Regions from separate parts of the Siniperca chuatsi genome. Here region 1 is linked to region 2. Evidence: chromatin contacts called from public Hi-C data. All regions are on one chromosome and are shown on one strand. The core of a region is the stretch at or near the end of the contact, and the rest is flanking DNA. Distances in the headings are between cores, read along the strand shown.

Region 1 (6,433 bases), core at 466-2,965, 170 kb before region 2:
TGAGTCTGGTTCTGCTCGAGGTTTCTGCCTCTTAAAGGAAGTTTTCCTCGCCGCTGTGGCCAAGTGCTTGCTCACGGTGGGATTTGTTGGGTCTCTGTAAATAATATTATAAAGAGTTCGGTCTAGACCTGCTCTGTAGGAAAAGCGCACTGAGATAATTGCCGTTATATAAATAAAAATGAATTGAAAATCCCCAAATTTGCAGATACAAAGATTATTTTTTTTAAATGTTATTTTTGTTACATCATCAGTAGAGTTTTAAGTTCCATCTGAAGGGAGCTTTTTTTTACTTAACGTTAGCCAGATACAACCTGTTCTCTCACAACTCTTAAGCTAGCTAACGTTAGCCAGATACAACCTGTTCTATCACAACTCCGAAGCTAGCTAACGTTAGCCAGATACAACCTGTTCTCTCACAACTGCGAAGCTAGCTAACGTTAGCCAGATACAACCTGTTCTCTCACAACTGCGAAGCTAGCTAACGTTAGCCTGATACAACCTGTTCTCTCACAACTGCGAAGCCAGCTAACGTTAGCCTGATACAACCTGTTCTCTCACAACTGCGAAGCCAGCTAACGTTAGCAAGATACAACCTGTTCTCGCACAACTCCGAAGCTAGCTAACGTTAGCCTGATACAACCTGTTCTCTCACAACTCCGAAGCTAGCTAACATTAGCCTGATACAACCTGTTCTCTCACAACTCCGAAGCCAGCTAACATTAGCCAGATACAACCTGTTCTCTCACAACTCCGAAGCTAGCTAACATTAGCCATCTACAACCTGTTCTCTCACAACTCCGAAGCCAGCTAACGTTAGCCATCTACAACCTGTTCTCTCACAACTCCGAAGCTAGCTAACGTTAGCCAGATACAACCTGTTCTCTCACAACTCCGAAGCTAGCTAACGTTAGCCAGATACAACCTGTTCTCTCACAACTCCGAAGCTAGCTAACGTTAGCCAGATACAACCTGTTCTCTCACAACTCTGAAGCTAGCTAACGTTAGCCTGATAACGACTAATCGACCCAGTCGGCAGAATAAAACGTCGGCATTGTAACGGCACGTTTCTGCGAACCACGGATGCGTTGAGTAAAGCTTTCAGACGACATTTAACGCGCATCAAATGGCCGTTATCAGCGGAATAATTCTGTTTAAAGTTGGAACAGCGCTGTGGTTCAGGAAAAGATCATAGTTTGGGTCAAAATAACCGGCTTTGTCGCCAGAAAAACGGCTGCTAAACACTACGACCGGATACTATATGTTGGGGACTGACTTGGGACTTGACTTGACATAACCTCTGACCTTGTCAAGACATGATGCATTGTGTGTACGCAGTGGGAAATAGATAATCTTCATTTGAAAGTCAACGCTTAAACGAGCTCCGGGAATTTAAAACCAGGAGCCAAAGTTATCGTGGCACTCCCTGAGGGGGGTCCAGGGAAAACTGCTGGACCAGACTAACTTTTTACATTGGTGGCACTGGTGCATCTAACTTTTTCATTTAGGTGCTACCAGAACATAATTTAGGTGCACCCAATAATACATTTTAAGCGTTAACTTTTTTTTTTTTTGGGGGTAATAAATGACTTGCCTGTTAAAGAAAAAACTTGGACTTGGACCAAGCTTGTAGGGCCCCGAACCTGCTGAGACCGGCCCTGCGGGCTCCGACCCCCCCCCCCGGCCTGTCTGGCTCTAACGTGGTTAAATCCGCAGATGATCCCGCTGTGGCCGCGGCCATGTGCTAATCAGCTGATGCGCCACAGCCGCCCCTCCGCCCTATTTAACGGCCGCTCGGGGTGCACCGCCGCGCCCAGCAGCTCCGCGCCCTCCGGTGCACAGACGCCATGCCGCCGTTTGACAAACCCCAGCTGCAGAACAAACCCTTCAAACTGAGGAAGAGCTTCGGTAAATGCCCCAAACACCGGAAAACTGGACGGAAAAGTCGTTTAAACGTGAAAAATGTCTGACGTTTTCTTTATCTCCGCACAGCTACGAGGAAACACGAGGTGGCGGGGATCCGGTCCAAGTTCCCCAACAAGATCCCGGTGAGTTGGCGGCAGAAATGACTGATGATTAAACCTGGTACCGCAGGCTTAACGTCCTCGCTTGTCCCTCACCTGTCCCTCACCTGTCTCACGGCTGCTCGCAGGTGATCATCGAGCGCTACGAGCGGGAGAAGTATCTGCCGCTGCTGGACAAAACCAAGTTCCTGGTGCCGCACGAGCTCACCATGACGCAGTTCGTCACCATCATCAGGTAAAGCCCTCGCGCTGCCAGGTGTCGGGCTGGGGTTTTTTTGGGGGGGGGAATGCGTTGAATGATGTGGAGGTATTTGGGATGTGGCTATTTGCTGGGAGAGTGCTGCTGCAACTAAAAAGTGTTTTTGTTATTGATTAACGTGCTGATGATGTCATCTTTTAAAAGGTGACAAATATCTGCTTTCGGTTTCCTAAAACCCCCAAAAATATTCACTTATTTTATCGCATAAGACAAAAACAGCAAATCCTCAGATTTAGAGGCTGGAACCATGAAAAGTTTGGCTTTTAACAATTAATCGATTATCAAGTTATATTTCTTCCGATCACTATCGATTGTTTGTTTTCAGCTCTGGAACAATAAGCTGTATGTTTCTGAAAATGTCTTGTCTCACTTTAAGACTTTTTCCTCTTTAGATTTAAAGTTTTTTTTTTTGTTTTATTATCTTTATTTGGAATAAGTAAATGTTGCTCAGATGGAAGGATGGGTCTGTTTTCTGGAACTAACCAAACTTCATTCATAAAGTTGTACATTTTTCAGCTTCCCTCTCCTGTGTCGTGATGACGCAGCAGAAACAGTGTCAGTCTACAAACTGCTGAGTCGCTCTGAGTCCTAACATCTGTGAACATGTGTTAAAGCGTCTCCTCGGCAGCCGCCTGCGACGTGAAGGATCAGACTTCGCTTCATAATGTTGCAGAACAGCTGATGATGACTTGACACTTCAGAGCTTCTTCTGTTAAAGGACCCCCAAGTACACTGGGCCCCCCCCCAACACACTGGGCCCCCCCCCAACACACTGGGCCCCCCCCCAACACACTGGGGCCCCCCAACACACGGCCCTCGCTTTAACGTGTAGGCCGGCTCTCGCCGCAGTAGCGGTCCGGGCTGCCTCTGGTCTCTCCGTGCAGGTAGTTTTTGGCTTTGTGTGTTACCGTTGAGACGTCGGTCTCCAGGTGGTGCAGGTGTAGTTTCTGAGCTCGGCCTGTAACAGGAAACGAAGGTTTTTACAGGGGCGTCTTCTTCTTCAGGGGATTATCCCGAGCTGCTGCAGAGACTCAGTTTGTGGATGAACCCGTTGGACAGATCTCTCTGCTGTGTTGTGTTGAGGCAGAAACCTGATAAATGAATCTCTGAACAGCGACTGAAACCAAAACTACATCCTCGTGGGTTTGTGTGATCGGATCATTCGAAGACCTACGGCTTCTTACTGAGGCCCTTCATCAATCTAAGAGCAGGCCGAGGAGGGAAGTTGGCGCTAAAGATGACCTTTAGACAACCTCTTGATCTGGAAACTCAGACTGCTGAGGCTTTTGCACAGAACCGAGGACTGGCTTCGGCGTCCCGTCACACTCGCGGCCTCCTTCCTCTACAGCCAGTAGTGACAGGACGCAGGATTACAGCAGCCGGTCAGTGTAAATACAGGCGTGAGCACTGTTACGTCTGCTTTAAAGAAACTGCTTCGGTTTGGCCGACTGAGGGTCAGCTTCAGACGTTTCTCTGCAGCCGGCGTATGAAACGTGTCGGGGCTTCTCCTCCAGAGTGAGAATGACCTGACGGATGATAAACGCTCAGAATAGGAACCGGCGTCTTGCTGCTCTGCTGGGTTTGAGTCTTTCACCTCCAGATTTCTGGGAAGTTCCTAATTTTGGCCTTGGTCACGATGACACGGCAGGAAGTCGGCAGTAGTCCGGCTGCTCTAGAATCAGTTATAGCTCAAGGTTCAATAACCAAAGCAATGCTACATGCTGATGGTACTGTAGTCATTTTATACGCTACTCTTCCACTTGGTACAATAAATCTACGTTCTTGACTGTTTTTGTAGTTATAGATGATGATGGCTGTCAAACTGTCTGGAGTTAATAAGTAATTAAAGCACATGTTGCTTATTTCCCTTCACTGTGCAGAAGGACGTTTTTTTGGCGTTAAATCTGTTTAACACCCGGTCGTACCTGCAGGAGTCATGACATCACAGCTAGTTTGGAGCCAATCAGGGTCCAGTATGAAACCAGTAAAAACCCGGAGACGGGGCTTGACAGCGACGCAGGAGATGAAACTAACAACTTATAATATTGCAAGCAGAGAAAGCAAAATCTGAGCATGAGAGTGCGTTATTGACATGTGACGGAATAATATTTGAGATTAATTTGGATCAATTAACTTTAATCTCAGATCGGCCTTGTGTTATTTCATCAGAGCAAGAACTTTTACCTAGTTTGTTCCTGGAGCAGTTTTCTGCCCATCCACGATGTTTTTATATTTATTTTTTAAAAAGCTTTCAAATGGTGCCTCATTTTCTTCGTGCAATGCATTGTGGGACAATAGTGTCCATCAAGAGCACACTAAGGGAGCACTGCAGTTTTACTCTGCATACTAACATTCCTGTTGAGGTTTTTGTCATTTTTCTCCAGCGTGAACACAGTAAACCCTCTCAGACTCGGCTGAAGTGAGCCGGTGGCAGTTAAACAGCGGCACGTCGTCGCTGAAGCAGCATCACATGTGAGTCCGCTAACGGCAGGACGTCTCTCGTTAACGGCTGTCTGTCTGTCTCTGTCCTCTGTCTCTCAGGAACAGGATGGCGCTGCTGCCCTCGCAGGCCTTCTACCTGCTCGTCAACAACAGCGGGCTGGCCAGCATGTCCCTCACCATGGCTCAGGTGTACAAAGACCACCAGGACGAGGACGGCTTCCTCTACATGACCTACGCCTCGCAGGAGATGTTCGGACACTGACGCAAACCGCTTCCTACTTTAGCTTTTATTCCATGTTAAAGGCCGCTGCCTTCTCTATCGGCTGTAAAAAGAGAGATTTTTGTATATATTTGTTGTACATGTGATTGTGGATTTTAAGTCAAATATGTGTATCTAATAAATCTTAAGTCAAACTGAGTTTTTACACAACAGATTTGTATTTAATGCTGCTGCACGTTTTATTTTAAGCTGAAGTTTTTGTTGAAGATGGTTCAGCTCAGACTGCTTCGTGGGCTTTTATGCTGCATTAATGTCATATTGGACTACTGTAAATATCACTCGTGAAAAATATTTTTATATTTTTCTGGGGGGAGGGAGAACAACTATACTTGCGGTGCTTGAGACCATGCGGTCGCCCCACCACATGTCCACCGGACATACAAAGGATTTATCTTAACAAGTTCGGCCATTATGTTGGTTTAATACATTGGCCGCCATGAGGTGCCGCTTCACAGGGACGCCTCTTATCTGAAGGCAAGTGCTACAGTTAGGAAGTCAGATAATAAGCAATAAATAATGTAAAGGGGGGACAACCTGGAACCCATTACATCTGCAAACCTTCATGCAACGGTCTCGAGTCGTCCTGAACATGAGGCTCGTCCCTCCCCATGTGAACAGAGCGGGACCTAATGAGGTTAATGATCAGTGACCCCTTCAGGTCTTCGCTCTAGTCGGTCAAATCCTGTGGTGGATTTATTTTACCAAGTTTTATTTTTTCAGTGTGTGTAATACTCTCACCACCAGTGTTGTAGGCCTGCAAGCTTTTAAAAATGTTTTTTATAGAAATGTGTGAAAAATTATATCAAAAGCCTGCTGGTTAGTCCTAGTTCTAACCAAACCAGGAAGCATTTGTCGTCCATTGAAGCCACATGCAGAACTCCTCTTAGTATTTCTAAAATCCCAGTTTCGGCTCTGAGCTGAAGGTTAGTTTGAGTTCATACAGTCTCCTCCTTACTGTGTTTGAGTCAAGTAAAAGTCGTCCCTGTGCAGTAAGACGCTCCTGTCAGTGTTTTATTATATCTGATGTTTCTGGATTCATATTCCTGCTGCATTAATGTGTGTGTTGCATTTTACTGCTGCAGATGTTAACATGTTTAATCCAAGTGGGTTAAAAAAAAAGTTTATTTAGCTTGAGAAGTTTCTCGACCCATAAAGGAAACACTTCATCCTTCAGATGGTTTTCACATTCAGCTACCTCAGCATTGTACTAAAGTACAGTTCCTGGACTGGATGAAAGCTGGTTCAGTCATGAACTGGTTCTTTTGTCTCCGGTGTCAGGACACTAGATGGCAGCAGAGATCCACCAAACTCAACACAGCCTCCTTCAGTTTCTCCTGAGAGAGTTTTGAATGTTTCTTCATTATTCCTCAGATCTTTGAGCTGAAATAGACATAAAATAATCTGTTAGAGAACTAGCTGAACTCGCAGGTT
Region 2 (5,845 bases), core at 969-3,468:
GATTTTACTTTGAGGTTCAGGTTAAAGGAAAGACTGACTGGATTTTAGGAGTGTGCAGAGAGTCGATCAACAGGAAGGGAATAATCACACTGAGCCCTGAGGATGGTAACTGGACTATATGGCTGAGAAATAGAAATGAGTTTGAAGCTCTTGATGACCCTCCAGTCGGTCTCTCTCTGAAGTCTCAGCCTCAGAAGGTGGGGGTGTTTGTGGATTATGAGGAGGGTCTGGTCTCCTTTTATGACGTAGATGCTGCAGCTCTTATCTACTGCTTTACTGGCTGCTCCTTCACTGAGAAACTCTTCCCATTCTTCAGTCCCTTTCTTAATGATGGTGGTAAAAACTCTGCACCTCTGATCATCTCTCCTGTCAGAATAAACTAATCACTTATCTTACTTCATGTATTGATTTATTCCTATATTATTATATGTATGCCATTACATCGGCAACACATTACTTTGATGCATTATTCATTCTCCATCATGACACACTTTATGTGGAGAATATCTCTTTAAACCTCTTTTAAACCCACAATTATTTTAAGAAATCACTCTTTCTAAAGGCATTAAATATGTAAAGATGAATTTTGAGTAAATTTGTAAAAAATGCTGCCAAATATCTAGATTTTTAAACATTTTCTATTAGATGTGCAGCCACAGAAAACATATTGCTGAATAGTTCATTGTGTCATAAAGCTTCATTTAAGAGTAAGGCCTGTTGCATGCCTATAGTACAGAATACAGTATGTGTCATTGTTTCGTTGGGCATTAAAAGTTTGGACTCTACCTGCCCAGCAGCAAATGGACAATGTTAATTAATGGAATAGATGCTAACTGAATTTTCTATTTTGTAGGTTTGTTTGTTTAATTAATTGATTAATTTGATTAGTTACTTTGGCCAATTTGTATTTGTTTTGTTGTTTTTGTGTTGTCTGTAAGATGGATTATTATTATCTGTAAATATGTGATTGTAAAATAAAAACTATAAAATAAACTAGTTGTTGAACACAAGGCCTGAGTAAGCAGTGACTTGAGCACCAAACACTGAACACAAAAGCCTGGTTTACACAGAAGTTGTATTTCATGACAAAGTTTCACGAGAAACTAATTTCTGGCTTCAAATTGTAATTCAGCATGTAGCAAATTAGCATGCCAACTAGTTCAATACATTTTTACCAGTTGTCTTGTGAAGAGTGGAAGCTAGCACCAAGCTAAGCTAACACAGAACTGCACCGGCACCTGGAGGGAAACAAACTTGGGAGGGACACTAAAGAGAAAGCCCTTACAAAACTCTTCTGAATAAAACAAGAGGCACAACCTATCCTCTTCTGAACAAGCTAAGACTAATTACACACACCAATGTTTTCCACTGAAACACCAAGCCTGACAGACCTTCGAGCTCAGAAAAGCTAAATTTAACTAGGATAAATAATTCATTCACTGATTAAATTTCACTGACATGAATGTCAATTTCAGATTAAGTTAACTGTTAGCTAGGTTTGCTGGCGTTTTAACCTAACCCCCACCCTTACACTAAACTCACTACTTAAACCGAAATCTAATAATTAGTCTAGTTCCCTTTAAACAGCTCTTTAATGAAGTGGACAAAATGTCCTCACTTTCCAAAAATGTCCACTCCTCATTCTCAAGGTGTAAAACTCAAACCGGCCCTCACAAAGATAGAAATACAAGACTCAGTGCACACACTTAATTGGACAGTCCTTAATTGGAGTGCTGCTGCCCTCAAGTGGCTGAAATCCATCAATCATTCTGTAGCTGAACCACAACCATCATGCACTGAAATATCAATTGCTCTGACAGCAACATGTCAGACAAATTAATTATCAGCGGAATAAAAACACATCCAACAATTATCATATCATCACCAGTTACCTGGGTTTTATTTCCTGTAGCTTGTTTTTACACAAGTACAAACAAGTATACTGTACAAATACACTCATTTAAGAAAAAGCTTGAGTGTTTAGTTTTAAAAGAACACCGTGTCAGAGCAAGTCTAAGATCAGCAGGCAAACTCTTTCTTCTTTATGTGCTTAAATACTGAGAGCCATCTCACCAGAGATGTCTCCAGAGATACCTCTTCACATACCTTACTCCTCCCACCTGTTAGGTATAGTACCACCTTTGATCCAGAGCTGCAGTAAAAGGAGGAGCAACACTGGAAAGAAGAGAGCTTCAACGTCACACTCCAGAAATGAAAGTAAAGTTTGTCAGAGTGGCGGCCACGCAGCAGTCGAGACAAGTCTCTGTTTCTTTCTAAAAGAAAATTCAAACTGAGTTCATCAGGTCTTTCTCAGCAACACAGCAGAGTCTCTGCCAAACACTGGTGAGTACAGCTGATCATATTTACAGTTTCAGCAACCAGGATTAACACAAGACTTCAGCTCTACTCAGGCAGGAAGTTCCACTCTTTTCATTTCATACTTGGTTAAATTATAACTATGGCTGTTTGTCCACAGGCCCACTATACAGTAGCCCACTTTAACTGCTTTAAACAGTCTCTCTGTGTCACTTCTCAGGACTTTAGTAACTTGTAACTGAAACTCTGTGGTTTGGAGTTTAACTTCACTCCAACTTTCCTGATATTATTACTGTTTACTGATCACTTCCTGCAGCCATTTTGCATTCTACTTCCTCTGGTTGTTTCACAATAAAAGCTTTCCACCAGCGAACCAGCAGGAAGCTTTTAATGTGAAGCAGCAAAAGGAAATGCAATGTGTTTGTCATCAAGTAAGCAGAACTTTGTTAGCAATGCTATTCTTCAATACAAATCGGTCTACACAACGGGATATGAACACACTTGATGCTTTTTTACCATCGTAGACAGCTTGAGCTTGCCAGCACGACTTAAAAGATCGCGGTTGCTCACAGATCGGCCTGATGCAACTATCCCCATCCCTATCAAACTATCACATCATCTATTATTCAAAATTATTTTACCTAATATCATGTGTTATGCTTAAAATAACAGTAAACACACTTCTTTCTTTTTAAACAAATACATAAAACTGTATTTTGAATAAAATGTTTTTCTTCTCTTTCACACTACATGTGTAGATATGGCTGCTGCGAACTATCTGGGATCTGAAGATCAGTTTCTTTGCCCCATCTGTCTGGATGTGTTCACTGATCCTGTCACCACATCATGTGGACACAACTTCTGCAAAGACTGCATCAATGAACACTGGGATACTAACGACCGGTACCTGTGTCCGATGTGTAAAAAGGTTTTCAACACAAGACCTGAGCTGCACGTCAACACTTTCATCTCTGAGATGGCTGCTCAGTTCAGACAGTCAGCTCAACAGGAAGCCAGCAGCAGCAGCAGCTCAGAGACACAAGTGTCCAAACAAGGACAACTTCCCTGTGACGTCTGCACTGGAACCAAACTGAAGGCCCTCAAGTCCTGCCTGGTGTGTCTGGCCTCCTACTGTGAGACTCACCTGGAGCCTCATCTGACAGCTTCACGTCTGAAAAGACATCAGCTGATCGACCCTGTGGAGAACCTGGAAGGCAGGATGTGTACGAAGCACGATAAACCTCTGGAGCTGTTCTGTAAGACCGACCAGACATGTGTCTGCGTACTCTGCCCTGTTTTAGACCACAAGACACATGATGTTGTTCCTCTGAAGGAAGAATATGAAGGAAAGAAGGCCGAGCTGGGTAAGACAGAGGCTGAAATTCAGCAGATGATCCAGAAGAGACGACTGAAGATTCAGGAGATCAAACGCTCGGTTGACCTCGGTAAGGAAGATGCAGACACAGAAATAGCAGAAGGTGTTCAGGTCTTCACTTCTCTGAAGGAGCATGTTGAGAGAGGCCAGGCCAATCTCATCCACACGATCAAAGAGAAGCAGAAAACAACAGAAAAACAGGCCGAAGCTTTCATCAAAGAGCTGGAACAGGAAATCTCTGAGCTGATGAAGAGAAGGACTGAGGTGGAGCAGCTCTCACGCTCTGAAGACCACCTCCACCTCCTCCAGAGTGTCCAGTCCCTAAACACCTACCACCCACCATCCACCACGGACTGGACAGAGGTCAGCGTCCCTCCACCATCATATGAGGGGACTGTGGTGAGAGCTGTAGTTCAGCTGGAGGAGACACTCAGTAAACAGATGAAGAAGCTGCTTGAAGCAGAGCTGAGGAGGGTCCAGCAGTATGCAGTGGATGTGACTCTTGATCGTAATACAGCACATGCTGACCTAATTCTGTCTGAGGATGGGAAACAAGTGAATCATGGTAATGTAAAGAAGAATCTTCCAGACAACCCAGAGAGATTTTCTCCCTGTATCTGTGTTTTAGGAAAGCAGAGTTTCTCTTCAGGCAGATTTTACTTTGAGGTTCAGGTTAAAGGAAAGACTGATTGGGATTTTGGAGTGTGCAGAGAGTCGATCAACAGGAAGGGAGAGATCACACTGAGGCCACAGAATGGTTACTGGACTATATGGTTGAGAAATGGAAATAAGTACAAAGCTCTTGCTGGCCCTTCAGTCCGTCTCTCTCTGAAGTCTCAGCCTCAGAAGGTGGGGGTGTTTGTGGATTATGAGGAGGGTCTGGTCTGCTTTTATGACGTAGATGCTGCAGCTCTTATTTACTCCTTTACTGGCTGCTCCTTCACTGAGAAACTCTTCCCATACTTCAATCCCTGTCTTAATGATGGTGGTAAAAACTCTGCACCTCTGATCATCTCTCGTGTCAGAGTAAACTAATCACTTACTTACTTCATGTATTGATTTATTGTCATTCAAGGGAACAAATGTACATATTTAGAGTTTACTGTGGTGATTGATTTACACTTCATTGTTGAGATTTTTATTATATGTATCCCATTACATCAGCAACACATTACTTTGATGCATTTATCTCTTCATCCCTGCATCATGACACACTTTATGTGGAGAATATCTATTTAAACCTCTTTTAAACCCACAATTATTTTAAGAAATCACTGTTTCTAAAGGCCTTAAATATGTAAAGATGAACTTTGAGTACATTTGTAAAAAATGCTGCCAAATATCTAGATTTTTAAACATTTTCTATTAGATGTGCAGCCACAGAAAACATATTGCTGAATATTTCATTGTGTCATGAAGCTTCATTTAAGAGTAAGGCCTGTTGCATGTCTATAGTACAGAATACAGTATGTGTCATTGTTTTGTTGGGCATTAAAAGTATGGACTCTACCTGCCCAGCAGCAAATGGACAACGTTAATTAATGGAATAGATGCTAACTGAACTTTCTATTTTGTCTGAAAAGTGGTTTGTTTGTTTAATTAATTGATTAATTTGATTAGTTACTTTGGCCAATTTGTATTTGTTTTGTTGTTTTTGTGTTGTCTGTAAGATGGATTATTATTATCTATAAATATGTGATCGTAAAATAAAAACTATAAAATAAACTAGTTGTTGAACACAAGGCCTGAGTAAGCAGTGACTTGAGCACCAAACGTTGAACACAAAAGCCTGGTTTACACAGAAGTTGTATTTCATGACAAAGTTTCATGAGAAACTAATTTCTGGCTTCAAATTGTAATTCAGCATGTAGCAAATTAGCATGCCAACTAGGCCAATATATTTTTACCAGTTGTCTTGTGAAGAGTGGAAGCTAGCACCAAGCTAAGCTAACACAGAACTGCACCGGCACCTGGAGGGAAAGAAACTTGGGAGGGACACTAAAGAGAAAACCTTTACAAAACTTTTCGGAATAAAACAAGAGGCACAACCAACTTCCTCTTTTGAAGTGTTCATATGAATAAGTTAATAATAATAGGAATGACAGATATATGAGTAATAATGACAGTATTAGTAACAGAGCACATAACAACAAC

The links. A called contact is a pair of places that touch in the nucleus more often than the background predicts.
Region 1: a Hi-C map of an unstated tissue shows a contact between it and region 2, with 14 times the contacts expected there. The contact joins the promoter of map1lc3c here to the promoter of LOC122873055 in region 2. A contact is called at or near these places in 3 of 3 Hi-C or Micro-C datasets (liver, skeletal muscle and an unstated tissue).

The regions. Positions count from the first base shown.
Region 1 is chrLG3:2,087,576-2,094,008 of ASM2008510v1, reverse strand. It overlaps map1lc3c (microtubule-associated proteins 1A/1B light chain 3C), which reads left to right and starts at 1,715. Exons shown (of 4, transcript XM_044189420.1): 1 at 1,715-1,905; 2 at 1,990-2,045; 3 at 2,150-2,256; 4 at 4,822-5,140. The coding sequence starts at 1,845. The coding sequence ends at 4,984.
Region 2 is chrLG3:1,914,150-1,919,994 of ASM2008510v1, reverse strand. It overlaps LOC122873055 (zinc finger protein RFP-like), which reads left to right and starts at 2,218. Exons shown (of 2, transcript XM_044189363.1): 1 at 2,218-2,343; 2 at 3,075-5,845. The coding sequence starts at 3,077. The coding sequence ends at 4,726. All of the region lies in intron 3 of LOC122873028 (NACHT, LRR and PYD domains-containing protein 12-like), which reads right to left. It also overlaps the pseudogene LOC122873061.